2 separate regions of the Oryctolagus cuniculus genome follow, and region 2 is linked to region 1. The links are chromatin contacts, called in public Hi-C maps. All regions are on one chromosome and are shown on one strand. The core of a region is the stretch at or near the end of the contact, and the rest is flanking DNA. Distances in the headings are between cores, read along the strand shown.

Region 1 (5,848 bases), core at 1,407-3,906:
AATGGACAGAAGGATGTTAAATTGGACATTATTATCTAGTTTGTGAGGAATGTACAAAGGTACTTCAAAAAGTTTGTGGAAAAAATGGAATTAAAAGGTAAATTTATTTTGATGCAAAAATTTTTAACTCTATGCAGTTTTTTCATGATACATACTTTTCCTGAACTCTTTGAAGACCCCATGTATGCATGCATTTCAAAAACGTCTGCCTTTTAATTTCATTTTCCATGAACTTGTGGAAGTCTGTATTAAGAGTAATCAGTGGTGAACATCCTTTCTCAAGCTTTTCTGATTCAGAATTCTTTCCTAAGTATTCTTACCTGCTCTCTTCACTCTCTCCATTTAAAATAGAGGGGAAAAAAAGAATGGAAAAAAAAATCTGGATGTATTGCTTTCCTCTAGAACTAGGAGGCAGGAGTTTCACATGGTATCTAAAATATTTAGTCTAAAATATTTCAGACTAAAAAATGTGCAATCAGAGGAAACACTAATAGGCTGCTAGGATCCTGATCCTTGCCTGTACAGAGGCAGAGAATAATAACAACACACTAAAGATTGCTTTGGCCTTGGCACAGTAGCTCACGGAAAACAAAGTGCTTGCAACACTTTCTTAGTTGGCTATCACAGCACTCCAACCAGGCAAGCAAACTGTCCTTTCAGTAGAGTTAGCCATTAAGAGATTTGCTCTCAAGGTCGATCCAGAACATACATCTTTTGGCAAAACTTAGTCTTGGGGGCAATGCTATTCTTGGAAACTAATGTGATAGGCATGATGAGCTTTAATCATGAAAGTAAGCTAACACTAGAGCCATATTTTCTTGTTTGATACCCCCTCTTTTTTAGTTCAATATATAGGTTATATAGGTCATTCAGTTAAAAATAAATTTGGTCAAAATAATTCATGCAGACGGAACATGTTGCATGTGTATGAAATTTTAATGCATCATTTATCAAAAGAAATACATTGAGCGTGACTATTTGAAGTATCAGTTTAACATTATCTTAAAATTTGTAAATATACCAAATAATGTTTTCATTATGATGCACTTTCCGTACTCAATGAGGTAAACAAACTTCTTATGAACCAATGAAGAATCGTATTCAAATCAAACAAGTAACTATAGAGTGTTCATCTTATTTGCAAGGTACTATGATCAACAGCTAGTGAGTTATAGCCAGTGCTTTCTTCAAGTTCTTTGTCCACTTATAGACAGATATATCCTACAAACATGGCATCTGTATTTATATTCTTCTACTCAGGGACTTCATCAAACTCCCATAGTTTGTACGACTTCGTTACAGAGAGAAAGTTCATAATGAAGATGATTTACATCCAAAACTCTTTTATTTTCCATCTTCAATCCAATTTTCTTTCAGAATGAAAGACCACTGTAGCGCCCGTGTCACAGCCTGCGTGTCGGCGCAGGATGGAACACTACCCTGTTTTAGATACCTGGTGTTCTGGCAAGTTTATTAGGCACACAAATGCCAAGCGCCGCGGAGACGCAACCTGAGCACTGCCTGGCTGGGCACTTGAAAGCCGTGTGCTACAAAAAAAGGCCTTAACGGGAACAGGTCCCAGCGCTACGACGCATTCGTGCAGCTTCCCCTCAAATACACACTCGAAACCAAGAAAAGCGTTGTTAACGGTGGAGATTCAGATGACCCACAAAAGTAGTGTGTCCAGCGTTCCCATTTTCCTCAGCGCCTAGTAGTAGCCGCAATATAAGCGCCGGACCTCCCTCGCCACACTCCGGCTTTGCGACACAGTTCCGGTCAGACGTAAGAGTTGCTCTGGGCGCCAGGGTCGGGGTCCCAGGACTGGGCGCCGAGCGGTCCGTCCTCCGCGGATCAGGGCGGGTGTGTTGCCGGAGTGGCCTCCTATTGGCTACACTCTCGGGGACCGGCCGGGTTTTCCGACACTTGATTGGACAGTACTGCCCCCGGTAGGCCGAGATCATTGGAGGGCGCTGGAGCCAGGGGGCGGAGCGGGTTCCTCTGGATTCTTGACCGAGCGCGCCGGTCTGCCGAGCCGGGCAGGGGGCGCGGGACCCGAGCTGCGCGGGCAGCCGCGGAGGGAGGGTGGCCGCGCCGACGAGGTCTCGGAGGAGCAGTGCAGGGCCAGGGCTGGTCCCCGGCCGCGTCTCTGGGGGACAGTCCGGGTTTTCCCCCTCAGCGGCGGCCGCTTCGAGACCGCATCTGTCAACGCTCCTCTCCTCTGCTCCTCCTCCTCTTCCTCCGACCGGGCCGGGCTCCGCCGGCGGCGGCCGAGAAGACGTGGGACCCGGCGTGGCGAGCCCATCAGCTGTCAGGCCAGCGGCGGAGCGGCCCGAGGGCGGCGAGAGACACACAAAGAACGCGGTGGGCGGCGGCGGCGGCGGCGCCGGCGAAAAGGGGCAGCCAAATTGGGGAGGGCAACTCGTTGGCCGCGCCCGCGGCTGCTACCGCCGCCCGAGCGAGGTCCGAGGCCGCGGAGACAATGCGGCCGCGCTCGGCCCCCCGCGCGCCTCGCAGTGCGGGGCGCCGCGCTCCGCCGGCCCCAACTTGACCGTGTCCCGGCTCGCCCAGCCCCCTCCCGGGGCAGGGGCGCCCCCTTCGCTCCAGCGGCCGGCGGAGGAAGTCGGTCGGCGGCCGCCGAGCCCGGCAACTTGCGAGCCGGGAAAAGTTTGCGGCGCCTCCGCGGGGCGGCGAGGCCCGCCCCTCGCGCCCGCGGTCATCGCCGGTGACTTTCGCGAGGCGTCGTCCGCCGGGGCCGCGGCGGGGCCGCGCTCCGGCTGCGGTGAGTCGCGGGGGCGCGGTGGGCTGCAGCTGTTTGAGGCACCTGGGTTGGCGGTGGGGGGCTGGGGGGGGAGGCGTGGAGGGTGCCTTGATAATACTTTTCGGGGCAGGCGAGGAGAACAAATCAAAGTGCGGTAGCTGAGAAGCGCTGAGATGCCACCGACTTGTGAACCGTATCCGTGGGAACCCCGACGGGGCGGGGGCTCCCGAGGGGCTGTGGGAGTGCGGTGGAAAGGTTACAAGGTCGCGGACCGGCCCTGCCTGCCACTGACCCTGCTTGACCTTGGACAAGTGACTTAACCCATTTAGAGCTCCTCGTGAGTGATCCGTGGGGCGACAGCTCCGTGATCTATGATGTCCTCCAATTTTTCAAAGCCATCTCCGTTTGAGGCTTGGGGCCTCAACGTGCTGAGCGAGTTACGAAGCAGTAGGCCAGGATGTCTTTACGTGTGCCTGGGCTCACCTTACACCCCACTCGCAAGTAACTTTGAAGTCTGGATGCTTTAACATACCAATATTTAAAGGCTTTCTTCAGTGAAAAATGAGTTACCATTTTTGCTTATTTTACAATTCTTAAGACTAGCCTACTTTGCTGCACCCTTTGGAGCCCTAGGGGCCGGGCTTGGGGACTGGGAGCCAAGCCTGCGCGTGCAGTGGCAGGTGTCGCCAGCGATGGTCCCTTCCGGACTCCGGTTTAGGGCAAGAACTAGGTATTAATTATGCATAGCAGAGAGTAGGCAGGGCAGGTGTTTTTGCTTCTGTCTTCTAAAAACTTTGGCTGGGGGAGGGGTGGTGTGAGTGGAAGGGAGGGTGCTCTTCTGAGAGAGGAAAAGAAAATCTCACTTTTAACCAAAGTAAATCTTACATTACTGTAAAATCTCCTTACAGGAACAGTAACATAGCACAAGTACATCTTGATCTAATTTTAGTGAAGTATTGAAAATAGCTGCTATGTTCAGTATCACTGACGCCAAGACAGCTGACTTACATAATCTTCGTTGGGATGTGTTAGTGGCATGTATAATTTTGATAAATAATTAATGTTAAAGGTTTGGTCTGGCTTTGGTATTGCAAACCGATGTAGCATTAACTTTTCATTATCACAATGACCTGATTTTTTCCATAAAAATCATTTTTATCACCAAAATTCTCTTAAATATTGCATTTACTTTGTCAGTAGTGCATTCAGAAGAAATGATAAAGTACTCCAGTTTCCTCGTCACTCATGGGAGTGCCTTCTAGATGTCAAGTGCTTCCCTGGACATTTTCTCTTCTTGTGCAACTTATAACAACAGAAGTTGATTTTTTTAAAAAAAATGGAAGTTCATAAATATAGTCAACAAATGCTGAATATTCAGAATACTTGGTGCTATGATAAAAATGATTACAAATCTGTGTTGCCCATCTTTTTATGTTAACATGCCACAGTGGAAAGAAAGAAGGTAGCAAAGAAAGAACTGGCAGAGAAACTGAGCTAAGCTAAAGTTCCAGTATATAGCATGAAAATTTAGACCTCAAAATTGGCATTTAACATAATACATGTGATGACCTGGTTTTGTTTGAAAAACATGAAACTTTGAAAAGGTACATTTCTTAAAGAATCAGTAGCTGTTTGTGTTGTGATTGGATGTCTAATGAAATGGCCTAATTGTAACCATAATATTTCACTTCAGTGCTGCCTGATTTTTAAACTCATTTTTTAGATGGCCTTAAATAAACCTTTCAATTCAGTTGTATGAAGGAAAATGTACCTTTTTAAATCAACTAAATCTGCAGTGAGAAAAAGTATCTCCAATTTTACACCAAATGCAAATTAAGCACCAGAAATAGCATCTTCCCAAAAAGGTCTTCACTCTAGACAAGTACTGTGTGTAGGAGAGATCTAATGTGGACTGCAGTGAGATCTGCTATTATTCCTGAGGGACTGGTGTCACAGTTTGCTGACTTCAGGAGAGTCCTAAGGCCTCAATATTTGGAGACTTGGAAACTTCTGGAAAGCCTAATGGCCTTTATTTAAGAAAGACCGTTCAACCCAAGACCTCATCTTGATGCTTGAACAACAAGCTGCTGTTGTAGAATTTGTATTCTTCATGAAAATGTGCTAGTTGGGCAGCCTTTTAGGAGGTTAGAATAGTGCATCTCTAATGTGGTTCTTAGCCCTGTACCAGTAGTACTCCCACACCTTCAGATTCCTGGGCATTTTCCACATTTACAGAATCCTAATGTCTGTGAGCAAAACCTAGAATCTGTATTCTTACCAAATCCCTTCCAAAGTGAGAGTTAATCACACTATATTTTAAGAGTCAGCATTAGAATTTTCTTGCCAATGTTGTAACAGCAAGTGTTGCTTTTTTCAAGGATCCTTTAAAAAGCCCCTGCATACTTATTGCTCAGATCTTTCTCCTGTGGCACCAGACCTGTTGCCTCATCTTTCAGTTGGGCTACAGCCAGGGACCACTTCATGACCCACCTCTGCAGGAAACCCAAGAGATGATCTCCAGCAGAATGAAAGCTGTTTTGGGAGCACAGGGCCAAGATACCGCAAGTTCCAGAGCCACTCCTACTGGTGAGATAGTCCCACCGTCTTTCCCAGATTTGTTGGCAATTGTGGAAGTGGACTCCCAGTCTACTTCTTCAGTGAGGAAAATAAGGTCTCCAGCAAGTGATCAGAAATGGAAGGAACAGAAGGCCTGAGAAGGAAGAGAACAAAAGTGCTAATTGGAGAGCTGTGCCCTCAACGCCCTGCAGCACTCACATTTGAAGATTATGCAGGAAACTGTGTGGCTAAACTCAAGTCCCCTGCTTTCTATCACCAAAATTTTTATCTACAAACTCATATAATGGCTCCTGTAACATGTGTATCCATAAAATCCTCACATATAAATGAAGATTTTCATACTTAGAGAAAAAGTGGTGGTGATCAAAGAGTTTAGGAAAGAGCTTCAAAGCATAAGTTGAGGAGGTTGCCAGACCTGATTCCAGCCCTTGTTTTGCCCTTTACTTGTAGGTGGCCTTGAGCTGTCTCCTTGACCCTCTAATCTTCCATTTCCTTACCTTGAAAGTGAAGATA
Region 2 (5,848 bases), core at 1,398-3,897, 140 kb after region 1:
ATGTGCCAGCATCTTCCTATACTCCTCCAACTCGTAATAAGCATACAAAACCTTCCTTCAAGTCCACCTTCAGTTAGACCCATACCTCTGCTCCCTTTCATACTAAATCATTACTAATGAAATACCCATACTCCCCACCTCACTATTGCTTCCACCTTTTTCCCCACAACTCATTCCAACCAAGTTTTTGTCTTCAGAATTCCATCATGATGGCTCTTTGTGAACTTCAACAAATCTTCATCTTGCAATTCATCAAACAATTCCTCAATGCTCATCTCAGGCAGTACTGGGCCAACAAATGCATCACTCCTTCCTGAAACATCGTCAGTACCTGGCTTTGAGGGCACTATAATCATCTGGTTTACTTTCTGTCTCATTAGTCTGCCTTATAAGTCTCCTCTTTGACTCCTCTTCTTCCTCCTCTTCACACCCTCTACCCCAGGCTTGGTCCTCATTCCTCATTACTCTTGATGACCACCCATCTTTCTAGGACTTTAAATATCTCTGATCTTAGAAACCGATGCCTCTAGTTCTTGGCCAAACCTCCATTCACAGGATTCATACGTATAATCAACTACTTAACAACTCCCCTTGGATATATAAAAGGACACCAAACTCAAGAGATTTCTCCACTTAACCTCTAAAGCTGCTGTCTCCCTAGATTTTCTGGTTTGGTTGTTGGCACTATCATTTGTCCAGTATTCACTGGGGCAAAGATGACAGCAACTGAAGTTGTGAATTGTCAGTCTGAAACATACTTTAGAGGTAAATCCTATAGAACATGCAAAGGGATTGACTATGAAGAGTATGGATAAAATGGGGTTGATAGTCAAAAAGCAAAATCAAAAAGATTTCTTTAGAAGAAATGGTGATATTTAGATGCTGATATTAACTAGAAAAAATCATTAGAGGAGAAAATTAATCATTAAAGGACAAATAGTGAGGCTTGGTATGGTCACTTGTTCACTGGGGTTGCAATTAAACAGATTGAAACACTCATTATTAAACTGTACTCTATGAGGGTACTCAAAAAGTTCATGGAAAATGAAATTTAAAGATCAGCTTATTTTAGTGTGAAAAATGTTGAAATCGTACATAGTTTTTTCATAATATGAATTTTCCACAAACTTTTTGACGGTTCCCTCACATTAGTTGTTCCTGGTTGGTGGGGCTGAATCGTAACCGGTGTATTTTGATATCCTAAACTTATGTAGAAGGTTACTGGAGACAAGTAAAGGGACGAACACTAGAGTACAGTATCTAATACTTTCCTAGGTTTGCAAAGCAAGACAAAACAACAGCGCAGCAAACCACAGCACAAGGGGGAGAAGAGGACACCCAGGATTCCAACAGGCCTACGGTTCCTAGATTGGTGACACACATATTCATGTTTGCATCATTCTTTTCCGTATGATTTTGGACAAGTTCCTGTTTTTTTTTTTTTTCTAAAATGAGAATTTAAAAACAGCACTCCCTCCTTAAAATTACAGCTCATTTCAATCACATGTTGATCACAGAACCTGCCCTGACTTTATAATTCCTCTCTACCTAAGCAGAGATGATCATTAACGGGATTTGTTGGCGCTAATGTTTAGGTGCTGGTTCCGGTAAACCCACAGTGGATTTGGGCTCCATTTCCCCACTCGCATTCCCCCGCAGCTGGTAACGGGAGGGCCTAAGGCGGCGCCACAAACCTCCAACAGCCTCACGGGGCACACTTCTTCACAGCACCTCCACAGTTTCTGCTTTTGAGGCTGGTAACTGTTAGTCCGCCAGCGGGCATTCCTCTCTTTCCTAACCTCTCCTGCAAACTGTATTAATCAAAACGATTTAAGCACAGTTGGATCAACAAGTCTTCTGGTGGTAAGATTTTCCAAGTGCCCTGAACTCCTCAGAGAAAGGCCTTCCGGAGGTAAGAACGTGGCGTTTCAACTTGGGATGGGGACCTCTTCTCACAAGACTTTCAATGGCTACAGACGTCCCTGGAGGGGCCAGTGCTAGCTGCTTGGTAGTGCAGTCCCCTCTCTTCGGGATTCGGCTTTACCATTAATACGCACACTAGAAGGTTTTTCACAACGCTCTATTTTTAGACAGGTACCTCCCACCCCACCTTCGCGTTCCCGAGCCGCGCTGCAGAAGCAAAGAAAACACACGTCCAAGTTGGGTTCTGCCTCGGGGACTTCCCGTCGCGGCCCCAGGCAGGCCCCAGGCTCCCGGCCACTGCAGGCCCCCGATCCCCACGGCGGCGGGGCACCCGAGGGCGCGGAGGGGTCGTGCGGCGGGGGGGGACCAGCAGCCGCCCGGCGCCCCTGCACGCGGCGGTGGCCCAGCGCTTGCTCTTCCCCCCGGGGGCCAGGGCCAGGGGTGCCCCAGGCCGACCGGAGGCCACCAACCGGGCCGCGTACCTGCTCGGCGCCCGCCGCCTCTGCGTCTTCGTCCGGCGCGGGGCTGGCGCGGGACCGCCCGCCGGCTCGCTCCGGGGGCTGCGCGGGCTGCTCGGGCTCCTGCCCCGGGCCCTCGCCGCCGCCGCCGCCGCCTCCCGGCCCCGGCTCCTCAGGCTCCGGCTCCGAGTCCGTCTGCCAGGTGGAGTCGCAGTCCTCCACGGTGGTGGGCTCGCGGAAGCTGACCCCGCCGAGCAGGTTGCCCATTGAAGAGGCGGCAGCGGGCTAGGGGCTGAGGGCTGGGGGGCGGCGGGCCGCGGGGCTCGGGCTGCGGCAGGCGCGCTAGGGCCCGGGCATGGCTGGGCGAGGGCGCTGGGCGGCAGCCTCGGCGCGCCCGCCGCCGCACTGCCTCAGCGCGGTGAGCGGCAGACAGGCTCACTGGCGGGGAGGAGCCGGCGGCCCCGGCCCCGCCGCCGCACACGCTCGAGCCCGCCCATCTGGTTCCTTCTCCTCCCCTCGGGCGGGAGCGTGCGGAGTGTCGGGAAGCGGACTGTCACCCCGGCCCGTGGGACGCGCCGCACTTCCACCTCGCCTCTTGGAAGGCCAGCCTTCGGTCGGCCTTGGGTGTCGCCCGGAGTGGTGGGGGGCCTGCTTCTCCCCCTCCCCAGCCGGGCGGGGGCCGCCGTCCTCGGGCTGCTCCCGGCAGTGCGGGAAGAGTGATCCCGCCCAGCTCCGGGAGCCGGGACAGGCGTGGACCTGAGGGTGAAGGAGGCGTCCCTAACAGCCCCCTCTCCAGGCTGGATCGGGAGGAAGATGAATTCGCTGCAAGCAACGCAAGACAAAAGCTAATGGTGACCGGGCACCACGCAAACAGGAAATCCAAGCTAACAGGGCTGTACTGAGGGCTGCCACCTAGAGTCCCTGTGGTCTAGAGAAGTCAAAGCTGTCACCTCGTCTAATGAGCAGACTAGACCACCATTGATCCATGGAGAGTTTTACTAACACCCACTTCAAATCCCTGCTCTGAGTAGGAAAAGAAAAAAAAAAAAATCTCACAATCCTTAGAACAGATGTGCTGTTTCCAAGAGAAGAATCTTTGGTCCCTTGGTCATGGATGAAAGGAGGCAGAGGAACCGTGTTATATAACTAAAGATAAATCAGAATGATCAAATAAGTGATCTAGAGAACAGTGACTGTTGGAAAATTTGCATTCTGACTTTCTAACTAGAAGAAAAACTTCTTGTATATGTCTCTGGATTTCTTCAGGAACATAGACCAGTGTGCCTGGAACCGTGCTTCTCATTTGGTAGGTACTCAGTAAATGTTGAATATGGACGGAGAAGATGGGTTAGCTGTGTGCTATAGTTTGAACACAGTTTGACTCCTGACCTCATGTGGACGTTAAATCTTAAAGTTATAAATTGATGGCACTGAGACTGGAAACAATCCAGTTGTGGTATCTAGGAGGTAGTCCTAGTGGAAATCTTAGGTCACTGGGCGTGTGCACTTAGAAGGGAGTTCTGAGAGGGCTGGTTTTTAAGGGAGTTGAGCCTAACCTCCTTGTCTCTCTCTGCTTCCTGGCTCCCTCAGTGATTCTCTGCTGAGAACAGTCTGCAAAGCACTGGAAGGAAACATCAACTGAGACCCATCAGAGAAGTATCAGGTAGAGGCCTGCAAATCTTGTTAACCAGATCAATTTGACTTCATGGCATGCAGCAGAGTGTTTTCTTCTTAGTTATCTAGATCAACATTATGTGATTTTTGTAAAAAAGATTTATTTAAAAGGCATAATCATGGAGAGGCAGAGAGAGATTTTCCATCCTCTGGCTCACTTCTGGTGCCCATATGGGATGCTGGCGCTGCAGGTGGCAGCTTTGCCCATGACACCACTGTGCTGGCCTCAATCCTATATTCTTTATACATTCCTTTTTGCCTGTATTCCCAGAAATGTCCTTCTTAAAGCTAATCAGCAACCTTTTTATTCAACGTACTCTGTTTCTAAAGATGCTATTAGCCAATCATGCTGTGAAAACACTAATCTACAGCCTATGAAACATTCACCCCTGCTTACCTAAAGCCTACCTTTTGGGCCAAATCAGTATATGATCACTGTGAAATGGCAAAGGAAAACTTACTGTCATGGAACATGTAACTTCTGCCTAAATTCTGACCATGTTGAAACACTTCCAAGTACTCCTTAAAAGTCATTGGGCTTGTCTCTCATTTTCTGCCCCGAATAAGCCTCATATGAACACTTTAACCAAGCTTGATTATTTCCAACACTCCTCATTTTGCAATCACAATCTTCTGGCCTTATCAGACAGTTGGGGACTGCTTGATCTTGGACTGAGAATTTACAAAACCATGACTGAGTAAGTCTCCTTACTGCAAAAGTGGCTGTTTATAGGTGTTGTGGTATAATGAGGAAAAACTGACTGATACAATATATAAGGTTAAACTGTTGTGATGGAAATCTCTAGTTTATTGTTAAGTGCTTCATGATGCAATAGACTGAATCAAGGCAGATGGGCTGTTTCTAAGGAACAGTTAGGTGAACAAGATGCCCACTCTCCAGGTAAGTCAGGACCGCAATAGGAGAGTCAGGGTGTGCTCTGTCAGTCATCAGTTTCTGACCTTCAACAGGGCACATAACTACTTCAGAGCTAAATTTCCTCATCTGTAAAATGAGATCACATTTTAGCCCTTGAATCTCTTTTAGCTCTGACCTTTTGTGGTCTCATGACTGGGTAGAGCTCTAAAACGAGTAACAAACCCAAGCCACACAAAAAGACATTTTGGTCAATAGTTTAGTGAAGAAAATATGGGGCAACAGCAGGACACATAAATCCAACTGCTGAAAGCTGAGAATTTGATTCATCTTCCACTGGCAGAGGACCAAACACGTTGCAGAAGTAAATGCTGTCCATCTGGCCGCAAGCATTCCAGGACTCCTATTGTAGAAACTTTAGGGACACTTGCTGTGCCGCAGGTGCGTCAGCAGTTGCTCTAAGGGTGTGTAGATTAAAATTGACCACATATAATTTGTTTTCCTTTTAAGAAGTGGAGTCTTAGTACCCACACTTGAATCAGGGGTGGCCTCGTGACTTGCTTAAAATTAGAATATGAAACATGTTGCCTTCTAGGGTAAAGCCTTAAATTCTGATATTCCTGAACTGCCATGCAAGAAGTTCAACTACCTCAAAACTGCCATATTGGAAAGGCCACAGCATGTGGCCTCTGGCTGCTGGTCTCAGCTGTCTTCCAGCATCCCCTGCTGGATTCTACTAGTTTTTATTGAATCCTCCAGACCAGTGTATCTGTCCACCAGCTGCATATCTTTCAGTGATTTCCACTAACCCTACATGAAATAAAGAAACTAATTTGTGCAATGTATTTAAAAAAAACAATTTTTCATGAAGTATTACAGCAATCTTATATAACAGGTTTTAAAAGGGTAGGGCAATAAG

What was found. A called contact is a pair of places that touch in the nucleus more often than the background predicts.
Region 2: a Hi-C map of an unstated tissue shows a contact between it and region 1, with 1.5 times the contacts expected there. The contact joins the promoter of OGFRL1 here to the enhancer-like site in region 1. A contact is called at or near these places in 2 of 6 Hi-C or Micro-C datasets (psoas muscle and an unstated tissue).

Annotation. Positions count from the first base shown.
Region 1 is chr5:101,286,190-101,292,037 of mOryCun1.1, forward strand. No RefSeq gene overlaps it. Among named protein-coding and RNA genes, the nearest start is that of MIR30A, 18 kb to the right of the region's middle. Within about 2 kb of position 2,657, at least 6 of the 8 cell types and tissues checked have an H3K27ac peak or open chromatin away from gene starts, as enhancers often do.
Region 2 is chr5:101,429,961-101,435,808 of mOryCun1.1, forward strand. OGFRL1 (opioid growth factor receptor like 1) reads right to left here and starts at 2,648. Exons shown (of 7, transcript XM_051854607.2): 1 at 2,406-2,648. The coding sequence starts at 2,648.